Regions from separate parts of the Zea mays genome. Here regions 2 and 3 are each linked to region 1. The links are chromatin contacts, called in public Hi-C maps. All regions are on one chromosome and are shown on one strand. Each heading gives the region's core, a stretch centred on a gene start, on an enhancer-like site or on the middle of the called end of the contact. The rest is flanking DNA. Distances are from core to core; before and after follow the strand shown. Region 1 holds the start of LOC542753 (chloroplast srp54 receptor 1). Region 2 holds the start of LOC103650710 (pentatricopeptide repeat-containing protein At2g26790, mitochondrial). Region 3 holds the start of LOC100274736.

Region 1 (2,727 bases), core at 217-2,716:
TTCGTGAATCCATATCCGTGAGACAAAACTAAACTCATACTCATACCCATATATATTTGTGGGTATGGATTTGTACTCATACCCGTACCCGTCGGTTATCCACTACCCGTCGGATTTCGTTACCCGTCCACCCACTATAATTTTAACATTCAACACCAAACAATAATTTTGTCACAATTCATCAATTTCATCATTCTAGCAACATCAAACAACAATTTCAGTATTCCAACAACATCAATTTATTGGACAATAATATAAACAATATTCATGGAAGAACAATATAATTTACCCATGGATAATGTATGGATACCCACATGACAGATACCCATCAGGTAATGGCTATGTATACTGCATATTCCACCATGCCCGTGAAAAATTTATCAGCGGATAACTTGTTATATCCATACCAGTATCCATGATAACAAATTCCACCGTGCCCGTGCCCAATAGATAATTACACGTAGTTATCTGCCCATACTCATACTCATTGCCATCCCTAACTTAAACTAGGGCCACATAGTTCTAAGGTTATAGGACCCAGTTGAAAATCGGTGTCAGGTCAAGTTGCACAGACAAAAGTTTATCTAACTGAATACAGCGCAATCAACAATTGCAGCAGACAGTGTACCTAGCGAGGTCGTCTTTCCCCCGCCATTCACTCCCACGATCATGATGACAGCCGGCTTCCTGGCAGAAGGACAGAGCGCAATGAGACCTCGCAAGTCGCAAACCTCAATCAACAAAAGATTCTCCTAGGCAGGAGGGAGCAGAACCTGAATCCGAGATTGAGCTCCGAGTTGCCGCCCTTGCTCGTCAGCAGTTCCAGGATGCACCTTTTCAGCGCGGCCTGCAATCGACCATCAACACTGTAAAATGTAAGCCGCTAAACGGCTAAACCAACGAAAAATGATCAGTGCAACTGAAACCAGCAGCCGAGACCGATCGAGTTAACCTTTATCTCGGCGCCAGACTTGAGCTTGCCGTCGCGGATCTCCTCGCGGAGCGTGTCGACGATCCGGAATGAGATTTTGGGCCCGAAGTCCGAGACCAGCAGCGCCTGTGTGACGGGGTGTGCATCGGCAAGGAGCATCATCAGAACCGAACAGATGGGGCAGGCAGCAGAGAGGGTCAGAGGGAGAACTGAGGCAGTAGTGGGTAGGAGCACCTCCTCGAGGTCGTCGAGGACGCGGTCGGTGTCGGCAAGGTTCCAGTAAGTAAGGAGCTCGTCGACGACAGAGAGGTTCTCGCGGGTCTTGGAGAAGCCGGAGAAGAGCTTCTCCACGTCGCTCTTGGCCTTCTCCTTTATGAGGCGACCGAGGCGAGTGAAGAAGCCCGCCTGGCCGGCCGCGGCCGAGCAGCGCAGGAGACCAGCGCGGTAGCCAGAGTGGGCGCGGGCGGAGGAGGCGGCACACCCGCCGGCGGGGGACAGGAACGGGAGGACGTGGGAGGGTGCCGCCATTCCGGGCGCTGCGGATACGAGAGCTGATGGGTGGATAGCACCGCGCTTGTGTTTCTTCTTCTCGGCAGGGAGGAAACAGGACCCGTTGCCCGTTCCGTTGGGCATGGGGGCCCAAAACGAACGGGGCTCCAATGTGGACTTGAGGCCTTGAGGGCTCAAAATGAACGGGACTCTAATTTTTTTGGATGTGGGGCCCACGAAGAGGCACACCGACACACCGTGACACAAACCGCGCATCAAATCTTTTTGCTTTGTTTGGGTTGTGTTACCAAAACGTGTATACGGTAGAGTGTAGTTTAAAATAAAGTGAGAGATTATTGGGGATATCTAAGGCTAACTCTAACAGTTCCCTTTTTAAAATATCCATATTCACACTTTTATTCATATTTTAATATCCCTTCTTTTCTCATTTCACTTCATCTTCAACCATTTTCTCTATTCAGTTTTCTATACAATATTTATAGTATCATAATACATTATTTATTTATTTATTTATTAAACATGAAACTGATTAATTTCACATTTAAAAACACTGATTAGTGAAAGGAAAGATCACTGCTCGAACGGGACGTGAAGCAAGCATGAGAGACATAAGGGGTGTAATCGAATCGAACCAGATACGTACGGATATTACTTGTTTTATATTTATTTTTATATTTTTTTTCGGGTATCCATAATATAAGTTATGTAGGATAAGATTTAAATATATATTGACATCTTAAATATCTAAATTTAAGAATTCAGATGCTGATTATCTGGACTCAGATATGGATTGAAACTTAGCCCTTTTAAATAGATCAAATTCGAATATGAACAAATAATATTTGTATCATTTAGACGTGTTCGGTATCATTTTATTCTTTATATAAAAATCACCAAAAATATATAATTAGTCAGACCAGTCCGGGCACGTGCCTAGGCTTCGCCCTTGTCGACCCAGCGAAGAGCAGGCCCACGACCAGCGCTCAGCTGCCCCAAACACTAGCACGCAGGCCGCCCCCGCAGGACGCAGCTCGGCAGCCGCAGCCGCTCGGCGTAGTCCCTGCTCCCGCAGCCCCGCACCGGCGTGCCCCCGCTCCCGCAGCCCCGCGCCGGCGCAGCGCCCCCGCAGGCTTGCGCTCGGTCGCTCCAGCGCGGGCACGGCTCCGCCGGCCGTCCGCCCGTGGCCCGCGCAACGGCCGCCCGGCAAGGCCAGGCGCTTAGTCTTGCAGGCCATCCGGAAGCCGCTCGGCCGCCCGCCCCTCGCCTCTCCTCTGCAGGCCTTGTCC
Region 2 (3,041 bases), core at 31-2,530, 520 kb after region 1:
GGAGAGGAGTGGAGCGTCGTCGCCCGCCCCCAACTCCGCACGCGAGTTTTACCTGGGCAACTCCTTGCTCGGTCTGACCTCCGTCCTTTGCCTGCGCGTAGGTTTTGGCTGCCGCTGGCTGGTCTGCTCGGCCAGCCGGCCTAATAGCGGCCAGCTAGGCTGACTTTTTTTTCCTTTTTTTTCTCAAAATGAACAGCACGTTGCACCGCCGCCCAACTCCTCCATCCGCTCGTCCCTGTCCTGTAAACAAGCTTTTTGGAACGTCGGTATTCGGATGTCTGGGCTTCGTAAAATAACTACCCCAACGAAGTATTTGAAATTTTGTTATTATAACAGGCTGCTCTTTGTATTTTTATTATCCTTGCTACTTTTAACCGTGCTGGACAGTCATCTACTGTTAGGTTTGTTCGTTTGTCCAGGAATAAGTTTGGAATCGTTCCGGCTAATCAAAACTTATATAATTTGGAGAAAAGATCCAGCTAGTAATTGTTTCATGCATCCCTTCCCAGAAAACCAAACGGCAGGCTTAGGCTATCTCCAGCAGGAGACTGTAAAGGGTCTTGTACTCTAAATGTAGGGGACGGTCAGGTCCTTTATCCCTTCAGCAAGGAACTCTAAAGCGTTCTCTAAAATTTAGAGGATGGCATGCGTCCGCTATCTGTAGAGGGTGCTCTACACACTGTACACCTTTTTGTGTCTGTACGCTCACGTGGTGACGAGTAGTAAAAAATAATATAGAATGTTAAATTAGTACACTGTTGATATAGAGGATGGAATTTAGGGGATATTGCTGAAGATGAAGAAGATATAGAGTACAGAATCTTTTAGAGAGTGCTGTAAAGGACAAATGCAATTTCCTTTATGGCCCGTTTGTTTCGTTGGAATTGAATTCCATTTTAATAATTATAATTTAGACAAAACTAATTAAGTTCATATATTTATATATGTAATATATTTGTATATTATCCAAAATCATATGAGAGATAGTTATATACTACATTTATGTCATAGCGAAGCAATTAGAAGAGTGTGCTATAAGTCGTACATCAGAAAAATAACATGTAAATTTATAGAATCAATTTTCATCTTTCACCTCATGAATTTGAGATAGACTTATATGATAACTTTGGAAAGTGGTGGAATATCATATTCTAAAAAATAGCCTATTTCATTAGTATGATTCCAATTTCTTGAAATGAAAGGAAATAAACGAGACCTTAAGGGATTAAATTTAGAGGACCTTGCTGGAGACAGCCTTATAACCACGCGTTTTGAGTTTTTGACTGAGCTGCCCCGTAGGAGCCCCATTCCCGTTCTTCTTCCAAAACAGTCCAGGTCCCACACCGGAGGTACGCTAGGGTTCCACCTGAGCTCTTCCTTCTTCCCCTTCTGCTCGTCTCCCCATTTGATTCCTCGCCGCCTGTGGCTTCTTCCCCGTTGTCATGGAGTCGGGCAAAGGTCCTGTGGTCGCGGACGATTAAGCGATTTGCTCGCTGCAGCCAGGCGTGCAAGGGTCGTTGCTCGCAAAGCCGCCTTCGTTGCTAGTGCGACGGCTTTGGAGATGATTGTTCAAGCTGAGAAGGCGAACACCGAGGCTGCCAAGAAAGCTCCTAGACCTCTGCGTCGTGATGTATGATATGCATTTTTCGTCGATCCTAAAATTACTTTGTCATTTGAAATAGGATCTTGATGCCAGTTCTTTATTGTTTTAAGTGGTGAACAAACTATGTTTGTTAGCAATTTTATTTGGTTGAATTGTATTGTTTCTGTTGTTTTCAAATCAATGGCAGTTCGTCATCACTTTCACTGATTAAATACAACTCATTTACCAAGTGCAAATGCTAAAGAGGGAACAAGGGAGGGAACAAGGGAGGGAACACTGGGATTACCTCGGGCTCTAGCGGTGAATCCAACCAGGAGTTGTTCACATCTGCAATGGTGAGGGAGAAGTTCGAGTTGGCACACCTTGCGCTGGGGCAGTGAGGCAAGAGTCTGCCGCGAGCACACCCTCGAAGTCGCTGACGATCTCATCGAGGGGGATGATCGGCTTCGGGTCCGACGGCGGATCCATTGCCGTCGAGGAGCAAGTGAGCTTGATCCGTTCTGGAAGAAGAACGGGAACGGGCCAGCTCAGTCAAAACGTGTGATGACAGGCCGTTCAGCGGTAGATGACTGTCCAGCATGGTTAAAAACGTCAAGGATAATAGAAATACAAAGAGCAGCCTATTATAATAACAGAATTCCAAATGCTTCGTTGGGAGTACTTACTTCACGAAGCCCAGACATGGGAATGCCGGCGTTCCAAAAAGCTCCCTGTAAACGTATCGCTTGCTTGATTGCTTGCACACCCGGCCACTGTCTACATATCCACTCTAAAAGAATTGGATATAGCATGATTTCTAGAACTATTACTGTCTGATCAGGTAGCACTGGTAGCAGAACACGGTGTTGTAGTGTCCTCGTGCAGATTAAGACTGAGAGCATCTCCAACAAGAAGTCCTATATTTGAGTCTTCAAAACTAAAATAGGACCTGATTTAGAGGGTGTTTGAATGCACTAGAGCTAATAGTTAGTTAGCTAAAAATATACTAGTAGAATTAGCTAGCTAACAAATAGTTAGCTAACTAGTAGCTAATTTACTAAAGGGGTGTTTGAATGCACTAGAGCCTAGAGGTAATAGTTGGCTAAAAAATCGCGGAATTAGTTAGCTAACAAATATCTAGCTAACTATTAACTAATTTACTAAAAATAGCTAAATAATTGAACTATTAGTTAGGGTGTTTGAATGTCTTCAGCTAATTTTAGACACTAACTATTAGCTTTAGTGCATTCAAACACTCCCTTAAATTTGTTTAGGGCCACAAAAACGTTTGCGGTTTCAACAGTTGAGCCCTATATCATATTATTAGAAAATAAATCATGTTATTTAGGAAATAAAAAGGTTAGGCATAGTTACAAAGTAAGGATAGGGCTCCAGTATATGAGGTACTATATTTAGGACTTGAGAGACCGAGCCCTATAGTCATTTGATGATTTTTTGT
Region 3 (2,762 bases), core at 222-2,721, 660 kb after region 1:
AGGTATTCAGAGCTCAGCGTGCAGTTCGCCGAGGTGGAGGGCGAGCGACAGAAGCTCGAAATGAATCTGAAGAACCGAACACCATGGAGATCATAGGGAACCACCAATCAAAGCGAAGAAAACTAACGAGAGAAGAAAAAAAAAGTGTCAGCCAGCTGCAGGCTTTGTATACAATCTTGTGCGACGGCAGTGGGATACATTTTGTAGTGTATATATATCAGCTGTATCGATTGTAGAGTTGTAGTGAGCGAGTGATATGCATAAAATGTAACACAGCACCTTGTACAAGAAACAAGCCTTGTTATCTGATTGTTCCTTGCCAACAAACCAACCATCAGTCTTTGAAGCAGTGGGTGTATCCACGTTGCTGATTGTATTTTGCAGTTATTTGTATAGATCGTTGATCAACTAACCGCTCCCCTTATTCTGTTTTTACTAGAGACCAGGTTGTAGTAGATGGCTTTATCAAAATTCTTTTAGTGTGTGAGTTATAAAAGCTTAAATATGATCTTAACATAAGAAGCTGTATTAAAACATGTGTCTAGACAATTGTTTTTCCTAGTAAGATAGATTTCTTAACAGGTTTAATCATAATTTATTTTATAAGAATGTGTTGATTTAGAAATTATATATTATATAAAAAATTAAAATTTTGTGTATAAATAAAAAGACGTTGGTTATTATATATACAAGAGAGGTGGATAGGGTGATGCAACGTTTTAGACCACTTTTAGGATGATTCCAACCATCCTCTCTTCATCTACATATTATTTGTTTATTTTTAAATATATCTCCTTTTTTTCCCTCCCTATTTCATCTCCTCTTCGAACATTTTTTTTCCTATTTAACTTTTATTTACGTTTTAATTGAGTTATTTGATTTTTATACGTTTTAACTGAGTTATATGACTTTTATACGTCTAGTTTTAAAAATTATATAATATTTGTAGCCGTAATACGCATTGTTTTTAGCTAAATAAACTTAAAAAAAATTAATTTCGTAGTCAATCTGAGAGACGAGAGAATTCAGCGCAGCTTTCGATACCGCTTTTACTTTTTTTTTAATTTATCCAAGCTACTCTAAAAGTGGGTTGAAGACTAGACAAACAAAGTGAGAGGCGGAAGTGGAAAAAAGACACAGCACCGTACGCTTGTTGTGCACATCGCCACATGCATCCAGGATGGAAGAAGCGGCGAGGCGATATCCAGAAAGGGAACTGGGGATAGGATCGCAACAAGAAATTAAAGAGGCATGGGTGCATGTATAGTTGGTGACGAAGCATGAATGCATTCTTCGTGGCGAAGCGCGACGCTTGCCTGCAAGACACGAGGGGGTAGGTGCACGTGTGCCGCCCTGCCGGAGCTCACGTGTCCCAAATCTGGAACTCATCCATCCATCCGGTCGCCCGGCCGGCCTCATCTCCTCACCAGATCACCTACTACTTGCTACTCTTGCTACTAGCTAGGTGAGGAGTAGGATCGTGGATCGTACGAGTAGCTCAAGAAGGAAACAAAACGGCAGGCTTGCAGTTCCAATCCATCCCGCTGGCATCGTCTGTTCTTCGTCCTTCCATGCTCTAGACTAGCTAGCGTTGCAGTGCAGAGCATGACACAGGCAGGCATGGAGTAGTGACATATAGATGGAGCTGGCCTGGAGCTGCTGCTGCTTCTTGCTCGCCGCCTGCGCGCGCTCTCTCCGTCGTCTGCTCCAGCTCCCCGCGCTCCTCTGCTGCGAGGCCATGGCGTGGGCGGTCACCTTCCTTGCCTTCCCGCTCCGCATGCTCACCGCCGTCGAGAGGGAGCGCAAGGTGAGGCTCCAGCTTTTATTTTCCTTTTAGCCCTTTGCTATATATATGTGCTAGCAGCTCATTAATCTGACAAACCTTTCCACCACAGTTGGGGTGGCTGGTTGCGGAGATGCAGGCGCAGATGGACGACCTGGCGTTGGAGAACGCGGCGCTGGAGGACAGGCTGCGGGCGGCGCTCCGGGAGCGGGAAGCCGTGGAGGCGGTCCTTGACGACGTGGAGGACGAGCACGAGGACGCCCTCGCCAGGATCCATGTCCTCGACGCCCAGGTATGTCGTACATCTAGACCTAGAGGAGTTCTCATGCTCATGCGTACGTACATGACATGCGGCGTTGCCAGTTGCCACCGCTCACTATCCCGGCCCCCTCTCTTAATTTGCTGCTCTTCATTCAGCTCAAGGCGCTGAGGCAGGAGAACGTGCGGCTGAACGAGCACAAGGGCAAGTCCAGGTGGGACGACAAGCCCGCGGCGCAGGCGCAGGCGGCGTCCCACCAGTCCGACGACAAGCTGAAGCCGGCGGCCAAGAGGGATCGGGGAGAGGAAGACGCGGCGGTGGCGACGACAGCCCAGTCAGCCAATCATGCCGCCGGCGGCCCGGCGTCGGAGCCACCGCCGGTGGACAGCTACGATGCCCTGCAGGCGACGGCCGTGGCGCGGTGCCGCAGCCTGTTCAGCCTCGGCATATCGCTGGCGGTGGGCGCGGTGGCGTGGTCGGCCGACGCGCCGTGCCTGCCGCTGCTGGCGGGGCTGTTCGCCGTCGTGGCCGTGTCCATGCGCAGCGTGTCGCGGCTGCGCCGGCGGGCCGGGGACGACGGCGCCGTCGCGCTGCTCGGCCTCAACTGGTTCCTCCTCGGCCTGCTCACCTCGCCCATGCTGCCGGCCGCCCTCGGCCCCGCGCTCACGTGGCTCGCCGCAACCGCGCCCCTGTGACGTCCCGGCCCCGGCCCGCTATTTC

The links. Hi-C and Micro-C count contacts between places; a contact is called where the count stands out from the background.
Region 2: a Hi-C map of tassel shows a contact between it and region 1, with 2.5 times the contacts expected there. The contact joins the promoter of LOC103650710 here to the promoter of LOC542753 in region 1. A contact is called at or near these places in 3 of 25 Hi-C or Micro-C datasets (ear, endosperm and tassel).
Region 3: a Hi-C map of leaf shows a contact between it and region 1, with 3 times the contacts expected there. The contact joins the promoter of LOC100274736 here to the promoter of LOC542753 in region 1. A contact is called at or near these places in 5 of 25 Hi-C or Micro-C datasets (ear, endosperm, leaf and 2 more).

Annotation. Positions count from the first base shown.
Region 1 is chr3:149,214,905-149,217,631 of Zm-B73-REFERENCE-NAM-5.0, reverse strand. It overlaps LOC542753 (chloroplast srp54 receptor 1), which reads right to left and starts at 1,466. Exons shown (of 11, transcript NM_001112262.1): 1 at 1,166-1,466; 2 at 953-1,057; 3 at 774-847; 4 at 629-687. The coding sequence starts at 1,459. LOC100284661 (CFM6) reads left to right here and starts at 2,393. Exons shown (of 5, transcript NM_001157556.3): 1 at 2,393-2,727.
Region 2 is chr3:148,699,014-148,702,054 of Zm-B73-REFERENCE-NAM-5.0, reverse strand. LOC103650710 (pentatricopeptide repeat-containing protein At2g26790, mitochondrial) reads left to right here and starts at 1,280. Exons shown (of 4, transcript XM_020550352.3): 1 at 1,280-1,630.
Region 3 is chr3:148,554,487-148,557,248 of Zm-B73-REFERENCE-NAM-5.0, reverse strand. It overlaps LOC100274736, which reads left to right and starts at 1,471. Exons shown (of 3, transcript NM_001374111.1): 1 at 1,471-1,807; 2 at 1,896-2,075; 3 at 2,201-2,762. The coding sequence starts at 1,640. The coding sequence ends at 2,737. LOC103650707 (sporulation-specific protein 15) reads left to right here. Exons shown (of 11, transcript XM_008676274.3): 11 at 1-408. The coding sequence ends at 96.